2 separate regions of the Mus musculus genome follow, and region 2 is linked to region 1. Evidence: chromatin contacts called from public Hi-C data. All regions are on one chromosome and are shown on one strand. The core of a region is the stretch at or near the end of the contact, and the rest is flanking DNA. Distances in the headings are between cores, read along the strand shown.

The links. A called contact is a pair of places that touch in the nucleus more often than the background predicts.
Region 2: a contact with region 1 is called in a Hi-C map of cortical neurons. The contact joins two enhancer-like sites. A contact is called at or near these places in 1 of 15 datasets of contacts at CTCF or cohesin (the NIH/3T3 cell line), 9 of 484 Hi-C or Micro-C datasets (bone marrow-derived macrophages, cortical neurons, cranial neural crest and 5 more) and 2 of 115 datasets of contacts at active chromatin or transcription factors (embryonic stem cells and heart atrium).

The regions. Positions count from the first base shown.
Region 1 is chr3:104,292,093-104,298,735 of GRCm38.p6, reverse strand. No RefSeq gene overlaps it. Among named protein-coding and RNA genes, the nearest start is that of Gm5546, 65 kb to the left of the region's middle. Within about 2 kb of position 3,600, at least 75 of the 459 cell types and tissues checked have an H3K27ac peak or open chromatin away from gene starts, as enhancers often do. A contact at or near this core is called in the NIH/3T3 cell line, cortical neurons, heart atrium and 1 more, where this site is marked.
Region 2 is chr3:104,380,946-104,387,588 of GRCm38.p6, reverse strand. No RefSeq gene overlaps it. Among named protein-coding and RNA genes, the nearest start is that of Gm5546, 24 kb to the right of the region's middle. Within about 2 kb of position 3,843, at least 59 of the 459 cell types and tissues checked have an H3K27ac peak or open chromatin away from gene starts, as enhancers often do. A contact at or near this core is called in the NIH/3T3 cell line, cortical neurons, heart atrium and 1 more, where this site is marked.

The sequences.
Region 1 (6,643 bases), core at 2,351-4,850:
TATGAATTTGAGGAGGAGTCTTCCATCAGAAAAGATGCTATTCCCTCAGGAGACAAAAGCCAAACCTCATTTTCCTTCTACACCAGACATTTAAACTTGGCCTATTCACTTTCCCAAACTCGCTTGGTGTTACAGAGGCCATGTGACCCAGATCTGGCCAGTGAGATGAGAGAAGGCTCTAGAGGCATGGGGGAAGCTTTTGAGAAAATATTGTTGAACCAAAAAATAGGCTCATGGGAGCCTCATCCACTGCTGGTGGGATTAAGACATGATGTAGCTTCTTTGTTTTGTTTTGTTTGCTTGTTTCTTTCTTTCTTTCTTTTGTTTCTCTCTTTCCTTTTTAAAATTACATTTATGCATTTAATTGTTACTTTTTTACACTTTAATATGTGTACCCTTTGTATACTGATTCCTTCCCTACTACCCTGTCCACAAATATCCTCCCTGTGAATCTTTCTTGGACATTTCATGTCTATTTTATTTTGTGACCCGCCAATATTAACCTGGGTCATCTATGTGATTGTGGCTTTGAAGGTATCTGTAGGAGCCTGGTGGAATCAGCAGTTAGCATGCAACTAAAAACAGTGATTTCCCTTCTCCCATAATTTATTGATAGACAATAGTTAGGAGGTGAAGAGTAGGCCCATGAGGACCATCCACTTTTCTAGAAGGCTGTTGATGGGGCTGCTCTTGTGTTGGCGCAGGACCAGTCACAACAACTGATGTGAGTTCATGATTATAGTAGAAAGTCTAGAGAGTGATAATGCATACAGCACTTCAAACTATCTTACATTCTTCCGATTCCCTCACATACATGTATTTGTTTACTTATTTTATTTGTTTGTTTGGTGGTGGTGGTGTGTGTAGAAGTCAGAGAACACCTTGCAATCAGCTCTCTTTCCACCATATGGAACCTGGGGATCAAACCCAAGTTGTCAGTGTTCCTGTCAAACACCCTTGCTGAGCCATCTCACCAGCCCATGGTATAGCTTCTTTGTACAAGTTTGTCAATTCCTCAAAAAAACAAAAAACAAAACAAAACAAAAAAGTCACTATACAGCTGGGCAAGTCCTAGCTATACCCAAGTAACTGGAAAACATATTTCTATATAAAAGCTCAAACCCAAACACAGCAGCAGTATCCTTAATAGCCAACGAATGGAGATAGTCCCAAATGTCCACATACTCTAATAGATAGATTTTACTTGAGCACAATGGAATTAGACAATAGTGATGATTCACTGAAAACCCCTGGAAGATGTGTTTTAAATGAATGGATTGTTATGGTATGCAAATTATATCTATTTAAAAAATAGAGACTCAGTGGACATAACAGCCACACTAGGATCAAGAGAACAAAAGCCATTTGCCAAGGAGGATGAGCAGTTTGCAGGCCCCAAAGCTGCTTCCTGTTTAAGATTATGCAGGTCGTCTGAGTCTGGCTGTTTCCTGTTTAAGTTGTAGCAGGTCGTCTGAGTAAAGCTTTAAATCAGAAAAGGTCATTTACGGAGGATTCCCCATGTATAAGGTTATTTAGTGATTGCGCTGGAGCAAGGAGTGGCTTATGTCTAAGTTCACTCTGCTGCATTATGACGCTATGATGAAATATGAAATCTATTCCGGCTATCTTTAAGAAAAATACAATAAATATGAGTAAGTTCCACAATTACTATTTTGTTAAGCCATTCTCTGCAATCAAAGGTGAAAAGTCTAATTTTGGGTTGTTTCCAAAAGTGCTTGAAAGAAAAACTCATAATGGTAGATCTTCATTAGTGCTCTTGGTAAGACCAAAGACATTTAAATACTAGTTTGTTGTGTAATAAATAGCCATAGTCTGAGTGGAAGGGAAGCCATTATGAATGAAGAAAGCATGAGATATGTTGACATTTATAGTCTCCACTGAGATATCAGCAGGTCTCACTGCCCCATTAAAACAAGCTTTCTGAAATTTGTAGCTAAAATTTTCCATCTAGTTTCATATGTTTTTACTGTCACACACACACACACATCAAAAGAAGGATAATTGGCTTGGTGGCTAAAGGTAGTTGCTGCTCAAAGCTGGCCCAAGTTCAATCCCCAGAACCTACAAGAAGATGGAAGGAGAAAACCAACTCCACAAAGTTGTCCTCTAATCTCTAGACAATGGGTCATGGCATGCCCCCCACACCCACACAAAATCTCCCCCTCACACTAAATTTTAAAAATGAGTATTCTTCAGTTACTGATTTTTTTTTCACTGTTGTGATGTCCTAATTCTGGGATTCTGAATTTTAATGTTGTTAGGTGAATGTATAGTGGTTACATTTACTTAAGTCAGCTCTAGAAAATGAAATATAGTTTGATTTTTCACGCATGATCATTCTTGGATGGACTTTACTCATGTGGAAGGGAGGGTGGTCTGATGTCTTCCACTCATTAGGCATTTAAATTACCAAAAAGTTTGTTCAAAGACTGAAAAATCAAATTAACCACATAATTGTCTGAGCAAATAAAGGACGATTATGTGATGAATTAAAAAAAATGGAAGTGTGCTCAATAATAATATGAATTCAAGAATGCATACAGGCTAAGGCATTTATTCTTCATAAGAATTTAGGGACGAGAAGGGGACAGACTCACTGGGCTTCTGTCGGTTTCTGTTTCCATGGCAGTGAGGATGACTCACTATTAAAAGCTGGACTGTTCCTTACAGGCCACGTCTTGAGCAATATGCTTCCAGCTCTGCTCATTTGACTTCAGATTCAATTGGTGTATCATTCTCAGTTGTGCAAAGAACGTGTGCGTGTGTGTGCATGCGTGTGCGTGTGCATGACGTGTAGGGAATCAGAAGTTTAAAGATTTGTTCTTGTTTGATAGTTAGTATTGTTTGATCTAACACATTCATCTTTCAGCTTCCTAACTGTGGGAACAGGACCCTGGCTCTCTTCTGTACCTTTTCTGCTCAGTATTCATTAAAGAGAGCATGTTTAATATAAACCTCTAAAACTATGGCCAATAATTTTACAGGGAACAAAACTCTAACTTTAAAGACTTACACTTTCTATACTTACTACTTTTCCCCCCTATCAAAATACTGTGAGTGCTCATTAGATTAAATTCTAACATTTGGCAACCAGCTCTATGTAGTTATGTGACAGGGAGCCCAGAAGGTCAGCTGAGGATATTAGCAAGGCAGAGGCTGGGTGTTTTCATTAAGCTTGGCTTGGCTCTATCAAGCTGATACTGGAAGAGAGGAACACTGTCTCAGAAGGAACAAGGGAAGCAAGGTAGCTCAGCATTTGTGACAACATCTGAGAGCACACTTCCTAAGTATAGGGAGGAGACATATGGAATTTCTCTAAAGCTTGAAATATTATACTTTTCAAGGAGGAAAAAAAAAGAAAATAAATATGTTTAGCTCTACCGGTGTCTTTGCTGATGAAAATAATCACAATAATTAGTCACTGCATCAAAAACGCATTGTGGAGAGTCGCTCAGCTGGAACAGTTACTTTCCCCCACCCCCCTGCCCTTTTAAATCCCACAGTCACATTCCACAGTCGTCCCCCACACAGAAACCTCTGCTACTTCAAGAGATCAGTTGTGACGCATGCTTCTATGCTAAGTTTATAAATATACGCAGATGTGATCACAGGAGAGTCTTGAGGTTCACAACCAAATGCTATGGCTACCTAAAATAGCCGTGTTTCTATTCCATGCTCCTTAATGATGTGCCGTGTTTTGATGTCTTTATTCTTGTGTGTTTGTTTGTAACTCCTCAGAGCTGTGATGATGCTGTGAAGAAGGCCCCTCCAGGCACTGGATATGTGTGCCTCTTTCTGAAACCTAGAAAGCCAGCGACTTCCAGGCTGCAGTAGGCATCAAATCTGATGCCCCAGGGCAGAGTGCAGCTTCCCTGGTCCCCTCTGCAGCCTCCAGGTCTTATACAGCCTAGATCCTGAGTCAAACCTGAGAGATCCTAATAAGAAGCAAAGACCAATTTCTCCACACTCCTTAGACTGAAAGGTCGATAAAGTAATATTAATGGCATCAAGGATGATAATGGCCACTTTAATGGCAAGTCGAACTTTAATATTTTAAAGAAATTACCCTTACATTGAGATTATTAAGATGTAGGGCTACATTAAGGAATAGAACTGTTATGAGCATGTGAAAGGAATCAACTCCCCAGAAGGGGGGAAAATCACCCTTGGCAAGTACCATCTGCTTCCATATTTTTTTCTTATTGGTTATTGGGCATTATCACGAGCATCAGTTTTTATGAGATGATCTAGATATATAGGCTAGAATGACTTTGAACTTCTGACCTTCCTATGTGAAACTATAGTGCTGGGATTACAAGTGTGCACCACCGTGGCCAGTTTATGCAGTGCTGGGGACTGAACCCACGACCTCATGAATGCTAGGCAAGCATTCCACTGAGCTTCCTCCCCAGTCCTGGGATGCATGGTGGTTATTGTGCCCATCATAAAGAACATTATTTTTCTTTTCCTTCCTGGTTAAAATTTAAAGAATTAGTCAGCTCTTCTTCCACTCAGCCATTAGGAAACATCTAGAATTGGTGGTGATCTGACTTGGAAAGTGATTTCTTAATGCTCTAACTTCAAAGGACCTTTGAAATCTCAGCACATAGGGCCCAGCCCAGGGTTAATCCAGCAAAGTGGCACTTAGTGGCCTGTTCACGGTTTGTTTTGATGGGTCGTTAATGAGTAGTCATGCATCACACTTGCATTCTAAAAAGCACAGCTTTCTGTGCGGTTGCTGGCATCCTTTTCTCTGTGTAGTTGCCATGTTTTTTTTTTTTTTTTGATACCAAGAGCCAGTGGACCAGATGGAAACAGTTGGGTTTTTTCTACCTACATCCTACATGACAAGCATGTACCATCTCTAGTTCATGTGTTGGCTTTCTTAGGGTCACAATACTGGTCTTTTTCTTCAAGCTAGGAAGGACATTTGCCACAGAGATGGTGTAAGAGTGTGTCTCCCCTACTTAGGATCCTCTTGGCTCTCCGTTCCTCCTCAAGAGAAGAAATTGAGTGGTTCTAAGTCTGGGGTTCAAGAGGACACTAAGCAGATTGCCCTGCAGCATGCAGAGAGGGGGCGGGGGCTCTGGAGAAAGGTCTGGCTCTCCCAGGTGGAGTGGAGATCCCGTTTTATAGGTCCCAAAGGAAGAGGGAGATTTTACTCCACATAGCTGAGATAGTCTACAGCACAGGCCATCAGCCAGGCCGTCTCTGATTCCTGGAGAGAGGTAGGAGGGGCCCTGAATTTCAGGAAGGATGTAAGGGGTATGAGAAGAGGGCACCTGTAGTTGAAGTGTACCTGCCTGTCCTGGGGTCTGGCAGACTACGTAAACTTCCTTGGGAAAATGCAATAGTGCCTCCTGTTTTCCTGGAATCCAGGCACCTGCAGAGTTCCTTAGGGGTTTAGAGTCTCACAGACAGTCTTTCCACAGAGGCTCACAAAAGCCGCTGTGGACCACCTATAGCCCTGAACCTGAGAGAAAGAATGGTAGAAACGGGAAACAAAATGAAATGGTCACGGAGGGAGTTCACCTCTTACATTGCTGGAACGACATGAGTAATGGCATCGTTGCTGTGGCTTCTCTCTGGTCACAGTTCCGTACCCACATACCTTTCGAAGGTATGTATGTGCGGACAAAGATGTAGGTATGAGTATGTGTAAGAAAGAAAGATTCCACCTTTCCTATCCCGCATGGAGGAGCGTTTCTAACAACTTAGCTCTCATACATATGTAAACTCTCTTAGCTGGAAAATATCATCTATTAAATTGCTCAAGGTCCTTTTTTAAAAACCTCTGTGATAAATTATTTTCAGAGCTCCGTGTCAGGAAACGTTTGTCTCTCTTGACTAAGGGGCCTGGTTTTTGTTGTTGTTGTTTGCTTGTCTGTTTGTTTTTGTTTTGTTTTGTTTTTTGCTACTGATAGAAGAAAAGTAAGGGACCGCTTTGCGTTTCCCTTTTTGCGTTGGTTACTGGAAAGCTAAAGTTTGAGTATGGGCACGGTCACTTTTTCTTCCTTAGTTTTGCTAACAAAAATTTCACCCTCCTTCCCTTTTGCATTTTTACCTATACTTCATCTGATAAAACGATCATATTCAAAACCAAAACTTGCAAGGTTTATAGCAAATTAAGAATAACGGTTAGGTCTTTTACCCACTGGTTATCTTGAAGTTCGCACATGTAGTTTGTGGTGCGGACTGCTTGCTTTCTCAGTTTCTGCCCAGGTCAATCTCCACCTCCCACAGCTAACTTTTTGTAAAAGAAAGGGAACGTTTGTCTCTCCTGAATATAGGCCTGGGTTTGTTTGTTGTTTGTTTTTGGTTTAGTTTGATTTTTTTTTTTTTTTTTTTTTTTGCTACTGCTAGAAGAAAAGTTGTTGAGAAGAAGAGAAAATTCCAGTGGGTCTCAGGATTCAGAGCGTTCCTGTGAAGGAAAAGCTGAGACACACTTGTTGAAACAGGATGCTTGCTCTTAAGTTTTCCTTTCTGTTTTTAATTTATGGGATTAAAAAAAAAAACCATTTGCTTAATTAGCATCTGCATTTTGTCAGTAATAACCAAGTTACATATTACTTTTCTGTGTTTGAAGTTGGACCCTATTTCTTCAGTTGGGTGTGTTCAGAAG
Region 2 (6,643 bases), core at 2,594-5,093, 89 kb before region 1:
GAAGGCCATTAACGATTTATAGTAGAGGCTGGAATCGTAAGATGATTCTGCAAATGCATTTTAGTCCTCAGGTCTAGCTACTAAAAATGTCCATCTATGTTTAATTGCTTTAATTAACAGTAGGTTTAACATTAAAAATTCTTAATGTGCATTGCAGGGCCCTGGGCCCTGGTTTGTCCCCTCCCCCAAATAAACCTTACTGTAAGAAAATCAAATGATGAACAGAGAGACGTGAAGGATTCCATCCCTCACGATAGTTAATATTTCTGATTTATTAAAGTTTTATGTATATTGAGGATACTAAGTTTAGTGTACAGAGGTATGTGTGTGTGTGTTTAGGTAAATTAAGAATTTATCCTCTGTCATTCAAAATGTTAAATAGTACATTTCTTTCCATTTTTATATAGCAAAAGCTACTATAACTTTCTGTTTGAATTTTTTATGTTTTTACTTTTAAAGGTCTCTCTCTGTCCCAAAATTATTAAAAACTTAACTTATTTTTATTATTTTTATGATTACATTTTGTATGTGACCTTTGGCGATATTACTGGGTTTTATTCTGCTATAAAAATAAGGTTTGGATCCAGGCTTAGTCTTTCAAGTGGCTGTCCGGTATTTTCACCACCACCATCTCTTTATTGATTTGAAGTGTTACTATTGTAATGTGTTTAATTCCATATAATCCCTTATGTGCTTAAAATTATCCCTTATGTATAATTTTATAGTATTGTCTATGCTCTGAATAATCTCATAGATTTGGCGAGTGGAATGTTGAAAGATATTTTAATATTTGGTAAGTTAGTTTTGTATAGAAATTTGCAGGGGGTAGAATTAACATCTTTTATGAATAGAGTTTATTTATAAAACCATATTTAAAAATCAAATGCTGGAAAGATGGCTTGGTGGCTAAGTACCTTTGCTGTTTCATAGGGCCTGAGTTTGGTTCCTGGCAACTGGACAGCAGCTCACTACCATCTGTAACTCCAGTTCCAGGGGATGCTATACCCTCTCTTGCCTTTGTGGGCAATAGACACGCATACATTACACATACATACATGGGAGCAAAACACTCATGCACATAAAGTAAAAGTGTAAATTCTAACAAGAAATCCTGGGCATAGTGGTGCAGGCCTGGAATTCCAGCACTCAGGAGACTGAGGCAGGGGACTGCTGAACTGTGTGCACAACTGTACCACACAGAACAGGGACAAAATGAAGCACCCGAGAAGGAAGAGAGAGAAGAAGTAGGAGAGAGAGAGAGAGAGAGAGAGAGGGAGAAGAGAAGGAAGCTCAAGGGGTATGTGGTGGGAAGAGAGGGGGAGGAGGAAGAGGGAGGGGGGAAACAGGGAGAGAAAGACTATTTCCCTTTTTATGATTAAGGCAATGAATGTTCAAAGAACCCAATTACACCATTCTGTATCAGAATTACCTTCTGAAACTAGCTTAAAGGAAAATCAAAGCTGAAGGGAATATGATGAATGTCCTTCAAGTGGAGACGTATTGTTGAAGAGTTGGCACAAATTTTCTCTGAAGAAAATTGTACCCTCTGAAATGACGGAGCCAAGGGTATATAAGACTGGATAATGAATAAGTAAAAAAAAAAATTAGATTACACCATAACAGAGCCATCTGGGAGGCTGGTCATCCTGAGGATTGTGCGCCCGCCAGAGAATCACTGGATGGATAAGAATTGCATGGATCCTTGCCCAGCCTTGATCGTGTGGACAGACATGTTCTGTATATAGCTGCATCCACGAGGAGCCTTGCTACACCACTGGGCTCTCATCCAGAGCCTCACTTCCAGGTGATACCACAGAGCCCCCAGTCTGCTGAATAAACTGTATAGCTCTGAGCCCAGAGCTGTGGGAGCCAGCCAAGAGTGGAGAGGCCCACACTTCTGTCTCCATGGCAGCCAAGTAGAACCGCCCTTCATGACCGAGTCATTTACTCAACACGATGCTTCGCAAGTCAGTCCCTGAACACTGCTGTGCTCCAAAATCATGAATTGTAATCTTTTCCCCTGCAAGTCCTCTACTCAAAAATGTCAAACGGAATGTGACTTCTCCCATTAGTGTGGAGTGGGGAGGCTCCTCCATCGGATGTTTTGGATACTGGCAGGATGTCTGGTTGGGAACATGGTCATGGCTTCCCAAGGGTTACCAACAGGAAGATGTTCTTGGACGACAGAGTTTCCATTTGATCTCAAAAGACTGTGGTGGAGTTTCTCTTAGACACAGGGCAGTCTGGAAGGAAAAACAGATACTAAATAGCAACCAGAGGAGAGAGGGGAGGGTCATTTCTTTGGAAAGTACACCGGTGCTACCAGGTATACAGATTTACATATGTCACAGCTATGCAAATTGTGAAAAGTCTGTAAGCACATGCAACAAACTTGTAACAGCTACCCCTGTAGCAGCGGGGTAACAAAGGCCTTTAGCTTTCTAAGGTATATAGGTATTCCTTAAATGTTTTATAACCAGCTAACAGTACTTTTGTACTTATGAAAATGCAGATCTTAAAAATTAAATTCATTTCCAAAAAGTATTGAATATATTTTTAACAAAAAAATTTTTTTACGTGTATGAGTGTTCTGCTTGCATGTATGGCTCGGCATCATATACTTACCTATTGTCTGTGGAGGCCAGAAAAGGACATTGAATTCCCTGAAACTGGAGTTACCAGCAGTTTTTAGCTGAAACATGGGTGCTGAAAATTGAACATCAGTTCTCTGGAATAGCAGCTGGTACTTTTAACCGCTGAGCCAAAAGTATTGAGTATTCTTAAGACTATGACACCGCTTGGCTTTAATATTTGCCATGCTGGCCTGAGAAAGGTAGAGATAAAAGTTTTCTTCAGGACCCTGAGTCTGTCCCTAGTGGAGGACCTGTTTATTTGCAGCAGTGAAAGTGAGTAGTGCTCCCTCTATTCATCTATTGAAGTGACTATTAGTGCTCCCTCTTCTTGCCAACAGCAGTGAATTTCAGTCCTCCTCCTGCTTGTATCTACAGAAATGAATATGCATGGTCCCTCCATTCATCTACTTAGTGAATTGTGAGTGCTCCCTCTGATTGTATACAGCAGCAAATGTGAGTGCTCATCACAACACTGAACACAGTGCTCCCTCGCGTCCATTGCCTGTCTATAGGAACAAAAGTGAGTGCTTCCTTGGTGGCAAGGCTACTCAATAAGAGAATGAGGTAGCCTCTAGAAAACCTAAAAGCCTTTCTGACATAGTCCGGGCCTGAGACTGGCAAGTCTAACATGGCAGGAATGACAAGCAGTTAATGATGACCAGGAGAGGGTGTGGTCTGGAGGAAATAGGCAGCTGGCCACAAACCATGTATGTTCTGTGGAACACTGGCTCGATTCCTTCTTCAGGCAGAGTCTTTTCTTTGTTGGCTGCAAGGCCATTGTGCTCAATGAGACCTCCCCGATCCTAGGTCCCCAGTGACAGGTGAGGGCAGTGGTCAGCTTCCTTTTGAGGAGTGGGAGTTGACAGACGACGGCTCTTTGAATTAAGATGAGAAGCCAGGGTTTTCTCCTCCCTCATTTTCTTTTTCTGGCTCGGAATAGGTCTGTGCGTACACAGCAGATGGCTTTCTGACGAAGCCCAAATTCATCCAGTCTTTGGGGGAAAAAACTACAGCAAAAAGGACTGTTATTCCAATCTGATAAGGCTTTCTATTTTCAGCTAGAAAAATGAGTGTCTGTAAGTAGAAAAGAGAGGGGAAAAAAATCACTCCAACACCAGGAAAGTGAAAGTAATGAGAGTTGATACTCGCCTTGGGTGGATCTGGGAGCTTTGTGTGAGCCCAGGCACTCCTCTGGCTCAGCAGCCACAGAAGGCAGTTCCAGATAGCAAGCCAGACAGGCAAAGGCGGGAAGGGGACACACCAGCTCCAGGCAATATCTGTGAGGGAAGCTGCAGAGAGCAGAAATGGGAAAGGATAAAGGGGGCCTCATATGGGTTTTTGTTTGTTTGTTTGTTTTTGTTTGTTTGTTTTTTAACAGCTTTTTTGTTTCTTTAAAAAATTCTATTTTGCTTAGAAAATAAGCGAACATCAGAGACTGGGCACTCTTGCTAAGCACTCTGGAGGAAGAGTGCTGGGGCGAGGCTGCATGATCCTTCACCTACAAATTGGCCTGCTGCTACAAGCACTCAACTGTCCTGTGCCTCTATTTTCTCATCTTTAAAATGGGGTTGATGACTGAAACCATGGTGGAGATTAAACAGCTCCACTCAATGACTTGTGACTGCCTATTGTGGACTAACCCTGCAGTACCCAGGCACTGCTCTGAGGAGCAGGGTTACAATGATCACAGCACCGGAAGAGAGAACAACCTGAAACTAAGTAATGAGAAATACAGTCTATTAGAGATGTATAAGAGACAAAATCTGATGGTTCATTTTCAAAATGGAGGTGTCTTGGGTCTTCATTGGTCCAGCTGCAGATGAACAGGAAACATTGGGGTCTTGCTGAACTACCCTAACACCTAAAAGTCTAGAAAACAAAGTGACCTTGAGCTATGACAAGGTTAAGTTTTAAAATAAACAGGATGTAAAATGTAGAGATGAACACATGTGATCTTTGTTGCAACAACGAAATAAAAGATGGCCCTAAGAGGCAGAAGGAAACACTTAGATGGTTTGTAAGACTGTCACACTGGGCCACAAAGGTAAGGAGGAGGGGCTTGCTGTGTTAGTTATAAAATCTATTCTCTGCTGACAGCCCACCTGCCCTGGGCTGATGCCTCACTGTGTAATGTTGCAAAACAAACTGCCTCATTTGGCTGCTCCTAGTCTTCAGTGCTTGTTTTTATTAAGCTAAGATCTTTGTTTCTCTCAATATGGATAAGGAAAGACAGAGTAGGGTGGTGGTGAGGAGGGTCAGGGGTAGGGATGTAGGGGTGGGGGTGGGGCGGCAGAGATGGGTGCGTGGGAGGGTAGGGAGGATGGGAGGTGGGGGGATGTGGTCTGGTGTAGTGTGGTACATATGTATAAATCCCAGCACTCTGAGGAAGGGGTGTACCTACAGTTTGAGATTAGCTTGGGCTACTAGTGAGTCCATTCCTCACAGCAAACAGAAAACAGAATGGAGGGTTAAGAAGGTTGCTGCTCAGCCAGGTGACTGATCGTCAGTTGTGAGAGGAATCCTGGCTGGTATTTTCATCATCTATATTTGAAATCTGTCTTATTTCCAATACTACTAATAACACTTTTTAAGTGACCAAGAAGAACGGTACGTGGATGCATTGAAATCGTGGATGCATTGGAATGGGTATCTAATGGAGGCTGGAGAGATGGCTTAGCAAGGTTCCACTACTAGAGGAGCCAGATTCAATTCCCAGACCTACATGGTGACTCGCAACTGCCTGTAACTCCAGTTCCAGGGGGTCTAACACATTCTTCTGGTCTTCGTGGACACCAGACATGCACACGGTACATGGACTTATATACAGGGAAACATGAAAATAAGAAAACATAAAAATATACATATAAAAGTGAGAAAGCAACGGGTAGAAGTTGCCATCAGGGTCTTGAAAGCACTTTAGAGGAGCTGGCAATGAGTGCGTTTGCACGTGAAGAAGCCCTGCCACAGATGTACTGACCATGGAGGACAGAAGCTGAGCCATGAAACAAGTGATTCAAAAGTAATTTCTACTAAAAAAAAAAAAAGAAGGAAACAAAGCCAACCGAAACCTAGTAACCTCTAGAATTGGAAACAGAAAATAGTTGAATGCATCAAACCGAGCAGCAGAGGATGGGTATTCAGTGGTTGAAATATTACCTAATCAGTGCTATTAGAAGTGGTAAAGAAAGAACAAAGAGAAACGTGAAAATAAAAAAGAAGAAAAAGGGGGAGAGAACAATAGAAACAGACACACTGGCACAGGGCCAAAGATAAAATTAATCTCAGCACTTGGGAGGGAGAGGCAGGCAGATTTCTGAGTTCAAGGCCAGCCTGGTCTACAGAGTGAGTTACAGGACAGCCAGGGCTACACAGAGAAACCCCGTCTCAACAAACAAACAAACAAACAAACAAACAAATAATCAAACAAAACAAAACAAAAACGATGAAACAGAGCAGATACAGCAAGGACAAGGAATAGAGCAAAGGTCAAGGAGACTATCACCCCATCTTCTTCCCTTTGTCATGTCATGGAAACTAAAACTCCTGCAGGGTTTGGTAGACCCTGGCCCTGGGCGGGCAGTGCTGGGGGTGCTTCTTTATTGGCAGAGATGCTATGTTCATTACTTTACTTGTTGCCATGACAAAAATTTGACAGAACAACTTGGGGAGGGAAGGGGAAGAGAGGGGAGGAGAGGAGAGGGAAGTGTTTGTTTTGACTCTTGGCTTAAGAGGTGATAGAGTCCATCATGGCAGGAAGACAGGGCAATATGGAGACATCATGACGCAAGCTGGAGCCCTGAGGTAGCTGATCACACTGCTTCCAAGGTCAGGAAGCAGAGAAAGACAAATGCTAATGTTTCGCTCATTCTTCATTTTTATTCAGTCCAACTATGGGACAAGTCACCTGTAGCTGGATAGGCCTTTCGTCCTTAGTAATTTCTCTAGACTTAGCTTCCCAGACAGCTCCAGAAGTGTGTTTCCTCAGTGATTAGAACCCAGTCAAGTTAGCA